2 separate regions of the Danio rerio genome follow, and region 1 is linked to region 2. The links are chromatin contacts, called in public HiCAR-type maps. All regions are on one chromosome and are shown on one strand. Each heading gives the region's core, a stretch centred on a gene start, on an enhancer-like site or on the middle of the called end of the contact. The rest is flanking DNA. Distances are from core to core; before and after follow the strand shown. Region 1 has its middle 14 kb from the start of tprg1. Region 2 overlaps lpp (LIM domain containing preferred translocation partner in lipoma).

Region 1 (3,263 bases), core at 81-2,580, 63 kb before region 2:
TAAATGTGTTAAACCTTCATAAACAGCTTAAGCATAAACCGATCAGCACAGACATATTTTGGAGAATTATTACCCCAGTTCTGTCTGGCATGTAAACACCTTAACATTTGATCTGTTGGATTACTGAAATGTGCATGTGTAATTCGTGACCAAAAGGCATCACAGCAGATTTAAAGATGTAAGGTTTTTCACTCAAAAAAGTTTTGCTTTTAATTTACTAATTTAATGATGCTCATGTCATTAGGCCACCCAATGTTAAAGTTTACTAGGTTACTTTTTAGGGTGATGCTGTGGGTAGCATATGCAGGATAAGTTGGCAGTTCATTCTGCTCTGGTGACCCCAGATTAATAAAAGGACAAAGCTGAAAAGTAAATGAATGAATGAATGATGTTACTTTTTAAAAATGCCTTTAATCAAGTCCACAGCTACCTGTTTTTTTTTTTTTTTTAATCTGCTACACACACAAACACTCATTTTTGGGGGGATATTTTATAGGATGCCATTGATTTTATACTGTTTAAACTGTTTTTTAGCCCCAACCCCAAGCCTATTTCTAAATCCAACCCTCAAAGGAAATTATGTGCATATTTACTTTCTGAAGAAAAAAAAAAAGATTTATGTCTTTTGAAAAATAGGCATGGTATAGGCAATGTCCTCATAAGTCACATTCTCCTTGTAATACCTGTGTCATACACTTGTCATTATACAAATTTCTGTCATGATATTTCACAAAAACATGCAATCAGGTATTATATATTTATTATTATTATTATTATTCATTTATTTATTTTCTTTTAAGCTTTTTTCCCATTATTAATCAACAGTGGAATAAACCGCCTACCTATTTAGCATGTGTTATTACGCAGCAGATGCCCTTCTAGCCGCAACCCAGCACTGGGAAGCACCCAAACACTCTTGCATTCACATACATACACTATGGCCAATTTAGCTTATTCAATTCACCTATAGCCTACCACAAGTATTTGAGCTGTGGGGGAAAACGGAACACCTGGAGGAAACCCAAGGGATAACATGCAAACTCCAATGCCAACTGACCCAGCGACCTTTTTGCTGTCAGGTGACAGTGCTACCCACTACACCACCGTGTTGCCTATTATTATTATTATTAGTATTATTAATATTATATTTATTTATTTTTTATTTTTATTATTTATTAATATTATGCTGACCTATTGCCAAAGGCTCTAATCAAAGATCTAAAAACAGAGTTCCTAATTCTACTACATTCGAATGAAACAGAAAACAGTTTGAGAGCAGTTTCTGCATCGGGCACAGGGTGGCAGTGTTCTCACAGCTTTGACTCATTCTTTAAGCAGACTCTGGAGAGGGAACGCTTGAGCAGCCTCTGAGGCTTACAGTGCCGCTGCTACTAATATACTGTTGACTCTCATTGACCTGAATGGATCAGGCCTCCGCTGAGATGATCTGGTCTGATTATTATTAGAAGTTTGGAATGGACTGTGCTGTGGGGGACATGGGTCAAACAAATCTATCCACGAAGTACATATCTTTACATTTCTAATGAAAATCCCTGATGATGATTAATCCCTGCCCTTAAGAATATCCGATGATGAAAATAAGCTTTGATGAGGCAGAAAAAAATTACAAAGTACTGTATATATCATCCTCCCAGTGCTGATCTGTTATGAACGATTTAATATCATAGGCCCGGTTTGACCTTAGAGGCCACACATTTTGTCGAATATCGGGCCGCTTTTGTCCCAAATACAACAAAGCTATGCTGTGTGGCACATGTGATTTGCATAAAGCACAACATTGCTGTAACCACAGCATATTTTAATGTCAGCTCTGGGTGACGCAGTGACATTCTGACCCTTTTCAAGAAGTCCTAAAAACTTTGATCGGATCTACTTTAATCCGTCTTAAGGTTTGTATTTCTGCCTCATTTCACTTTGGCTGCCTCATTGCGCTGGCCTATATAATATGTCTCCGCTTCACTTGACCTTTTTTGGCCTGAAGTAAACAAACAAAGCCAAAGAAATCCCTCTTGTTAGTCAGGTGCTGTAGGAGGCACAGAGCAATTAACAGCTGTGTTTTTTTGAAGGGATTTTGAGGGAAGTTTCTTTTTTAAAAAGCTCTATTTTTCATTCATTGGTGATTTGCTGTGAGATGTGTATTTACCCTGAGGTTATCTGAGTGTACTGACCCTCTTTCTGTGTCCAGATGGTGCCATACACCTCTGCACTTGTCTTGCTGTTAAATTCGATGTGTGCATGGCAGTGAAAGAAACCACACAAACATACCTGCACCTGCTGTTGGGAAACACATGAACGACATGCAAAGAAATAGACTTTGCTATGTTTGCTTCAATTTGAGGTGATCTGTGTTTAAATAATGGTTAAAAAAACTGTTCTTCTGTACTGGAGTCAATTGTACATTTCCACAAGCACAAGTCAGCACAGACACGGCAGAACCCTTGATAGTCCAAAAATTTCTTCTAATGGTTTCAATAAAGCAGGGATGCCCAAACTCGGTCCTGGAGGGCCAGTATCCTGCATATTTTAGTTCCAACCCCTATTAAACACACCTGAACCAACTAATCAAGCTCTCCAGTAGGCCTACTTCTTTACTTGAAAACATCATTTTCATTCCTGTCAAAAATTCCATATGGAGCTACTCCTAACAATGTTTTCAGTTGTTGGTTGGCTTGAACGGACTTGAATTTGGCTCATTTAGAGTTAACGGTGGATTCTTGTGTTTTTCCACACAATGCCTATAGGATTACAGTACATTTTCAGCCTGGTTGCCCACTTGCATTCCGCTTCACTGAGCCTGGTCTTCTTATGAGTGTGGAGAGCTGGAGTATGTAACAAAGCTGGATGATTGCATGGGCTGTGGTAACTAACTGTACAGCGAAGCGATACTCTCACCTAGCTATATATTTTTGACATTGTGACCTAACTGCATTTGGGCAGTCCAATTTGATTAAATGTCTGACCGATTCTTTATGATGCTTTATCTTTAATCAGTCAGCTAAAAACCCGAACGAGACAGCAAACATTTTGAGGGCGTCTTCTTCTAAAGCAAAGTGAAAGTACAACACCTCAGCAGGAAAAAAAGGCTGAGAGGCTGATGAAACAGGGGTCCACTTAAAATGAAGGGTTTAACAAATCCTTACATGTCCCTCGATCATCAAAGACAATCCACGCGGCTCTCCTCTCACACACACATGCGCCCGCGCGCTATGCTCTGACATGGCCTCTCATCCCCGCAGGAGGGC
Region 2 (3,102 bases), core at 241-2,740:
ACTCAACTTTTTATTGCTAAGAACTTAATTTGCACAACATTAAACATTTATTTATCTGTATTTAGATTTCAGATATAGGCCAATATTGTATAATCTTAATAAATACATCACTGAAAAGGAATTTTTTCCAGCTTTCAGATCTCAATTTCCAAAACTGACACTAATGATGTCCAGAGTCCAGTGGTCCAGGGTCACATGATATAAGACAGCCCACATAGCCTACTCTCAATTGACTTTTTTTGTTTGGGTGTTTTGCAAAGTTATTGACATATCAGCACTCTAATCTCAGTTTGTACATTATTAAAAACAATCTACAAAGCCAACATTTCAAGGCAACACATGGAACGAGCCAAAGATGGTGGATAAAGTGAGAGAAATGTTTAAAATGAAGTCATATTTCATTCGATACTAAAAAGAACAGACGTAATATTTGTTTAGGAAAAGACTTTGTGGTTACTTGGCTACTGCGCTGCTAGCTTAGCAACATGCTAAAAACAAACTACTGAAATCCACTCCCGTAAATCTCCTGTGCAAATCTTCCTGTGTGAGGAACGACGGTTATGTGACATGTGATGATGTTCTTGCCAATGTACTGTACAGTTCCAAATCTGTCACTTATGATGTTAGGAAGCTGCCATAAAAGGCAACTCACTAGGTTTTGAAACAGATCTGTAGTATATAGAGTTTTCAGCTGCATGGACAGAATTTACTGGAAAGAGTCCCATGTCTCAACGCAGCCAAACCCTGTTTGCACTGCCTATGCACTGGGATCATTTCCCATGCTCTCGGTTCACCAGTGAGCTGAGGTGGGGGTCAGAAGACTTGACCCCGAGCTCCTGCAATCCACTCATCATCCTTAGATCAACTCGGTTTTAGATCAATGTGTCAGAAAAGACTGACTGCCGAGGGATCGCCCAGCCTTGGAAAGGCTTTAGGTAGACACGAAAACAATTTGTGTCATTTCTTCCATGATTATAATAAAAATTAACATTATTTCCCAGAGCGACGCTTGTGTACAAACAATGTCCGTTTCACAATCCTTTGCAAATCCTGGAAACGGATAAAGCCTTTAATAAGCTTGCTGCTGAGAACCCTTGGGGCTCGTCTCATAACTCTGAATGGGGAGGGGGAAATATAGAAAGACAGGCAGTCTGTATAGCCTTCAGGAACACAGTCAAACGATTAACCTGAGCCTCTGTGCTCTTCTAAAGGACTTGAACCCGGAGTCTGGATCCCTGCTGCTTACAGAAACATTCAAAAACAGTCCGTTTTCACACTTCAGAGCAGATTTCACACAATGCGTTGTGCCAGAGTCATCGTAGGAACGGCGTGACAGTGAAGTCTGGGTCAGTCAGACCTCTCTTCCCCAGCACGGCTTTTATTCTGACGTCAAAGCAGTTTTGATTTACATGCTGTGGATTTACTGTCCGGTAATAACTTTCAAAGATGGTTTAGGAAAATCTGTGCAGAGCACCACTAATGGCTCCACTGGTGGAACAATAATGAGACGGAGAGCCACTAGAGGGCACTAGACGTCTACTCATGCTCTCTGTTCACTCTTCTCCGCATCCAGAAAGTAATATATTCACATATATTCCTCTTTTTTCAGCTTCATACATTTCTCTAAGTGTTTGCCCAGAAGGCTAAACAAACGTCTAGGCAGATGAGGTAGAATGAATTTAGGTCAGACAGCTTCTTTCTGAGCAAAAGGGTGAGTGGAGAGCACTGAAGTCAATTGTAGCCTCTTCTTTTCTCTTGTTGCTTTTTCAATTTCCTGACAAAGTGCTCCAAACACTCCCTATTCCTATCTATCTATCTTTCTTTCAGACACTTTTCTCTTTCAGGAAGAGCAACACACACTGTCCTATAGCTGGACAACTTGTTTCTAGTGCATTTACGAAAAATAGAGATGTTTCAGTCACAAAGAATGAGTGAAAAGTGACATGATCAGCCTGGAATGTCACTAATAATGACACTCATTTGAAGGACTAAATAAAAGAACTAAAGAAGCTAAATCTGATATTCATGAAGGTAAATCACATGAGCTCTATGCTCAATGTGTATTTAAGCAAAACACTCTGAAGTTACTGGATGTCTTCTTTGATAGGAGGCTTTATCAATTTTACATGATTCTCGGTTTGCTTGGTGGCATAGATTTGTTTTGCACAGAATATTAAAAGCGTATACCCTTCAGTCTCTCTGAAACCTTTTACCTTAGAAACCTTAAACATCTTCCCAAATCAAAATAGTTTTAAAACCAAAAGGCTTTAATACTTAATTCTTGAGCAATGCTCTGAGTCGTCATAAATATATCATGTAGTGCTTCGCATAGAACTGTTTGATTGTCTGTCAGCTCCGAAGGTATGCATTTATTTATATTCTCATTCAAAAATCCAAATGAAAGCATGTGATGACAATATGACCGTATAGACCAAACGAAATCACTTGGATGATTGTAATGATCATGATCATGAGCTGAATTTATATCAAAAAAGGCAAAGAAAACCAAGTCCTCGCTAAGTGTAGCTGAGAGGTCAAAGGTCAGCTGGCTGCTTTGAATGGATGATTCATTGACTACAAAACTGACATTTCAGTTAGCTGAACAGCCTGTGTGGGTTTGCAAAATGTGTTTGATGAGTGTGTGGTTTGGCCTTTACATGCAGAAACAAAGACATTGCATTATAGAGTGTACATAAAATCATTCAGTTATATAGAATTAACTACCATAAAGTTAGTGAGTGTTTTGAGTATTGTATAAAGTTTTAAAACTACACATATCCATGTCTTAAAATAATCAAAATGAGGATGAAAACCTTAAGGGTCTAGCATTAGCTAGTCTTGATAAATGGTTATGGGTGACAGGTCGACAGAAGGTCTTTAGCACTGAGCGCACCGTAAACTAGACTAGAACCAAACTGCCGCTTTGGATCCCTGGGACTGTGAGGTGCTCAGGGAAACTATCTTTTGAGCTACTTAAATAAAGAGAGTTAAAGGAGAGAGAGCTACAGGGGATTGGATATGAATGCAGAGGCACTGAGCCAAGAACTCTCTAAGTCTTTTCCCAAGACATCACCCCACCATTACATTTCAGAGACATTCCTG

The links. HiCAR-type assays count read pairs that join an accessible place to other places.
Region 1: a contact with region 2 is called in a HiCAR-type map of caudal fin, with 3 times the contacts expected there. The contact joins two enhancer-like sites. A contact is called at or near these places in 2 of 18 Hi-C or Micro-C datasets (caudal fin and an unstated tissue) and 1 of 4 datasets of contacts at active chromatin or transcription factors (caudal fin).

Annotation. Positions count from the first base shown.
Region 1 is chr6:31,241,203-31,244,465 of GRCz12tu, reverse strand. No RefSeq gene overlaps it. Among named protein-coding and RNA genes, the nearest start is that of tprg1, 14 kb to the left of the region's middle. Within about 2 kb of position 1,330, at least 15 of the 62 cell types and tissues checked have an H3K27ac peak or open chromatin away from gene starts, as enhancers often do.
Region 2 is chr6:31,178,444-31,181,545 of GRCz12tu, reverse strand. All of the region lies in intron 8 of lpp (LIM domain containing preferred translocation partner in lipoma), which reads right to left. The region is part of intron 2 of LOC141386288 (a long non-coding RNA gene); the gene reads left to right. Among named protein-coding and RNA genes, the nearest start is that of tprg1, 77 kb to the left of the region's middle. Within about 2 kb of position 1,490, at least 7 of the 62 cell types and tissues checked have an H3K27ac peak or open chromatin away from gene starts, as enhancers often do.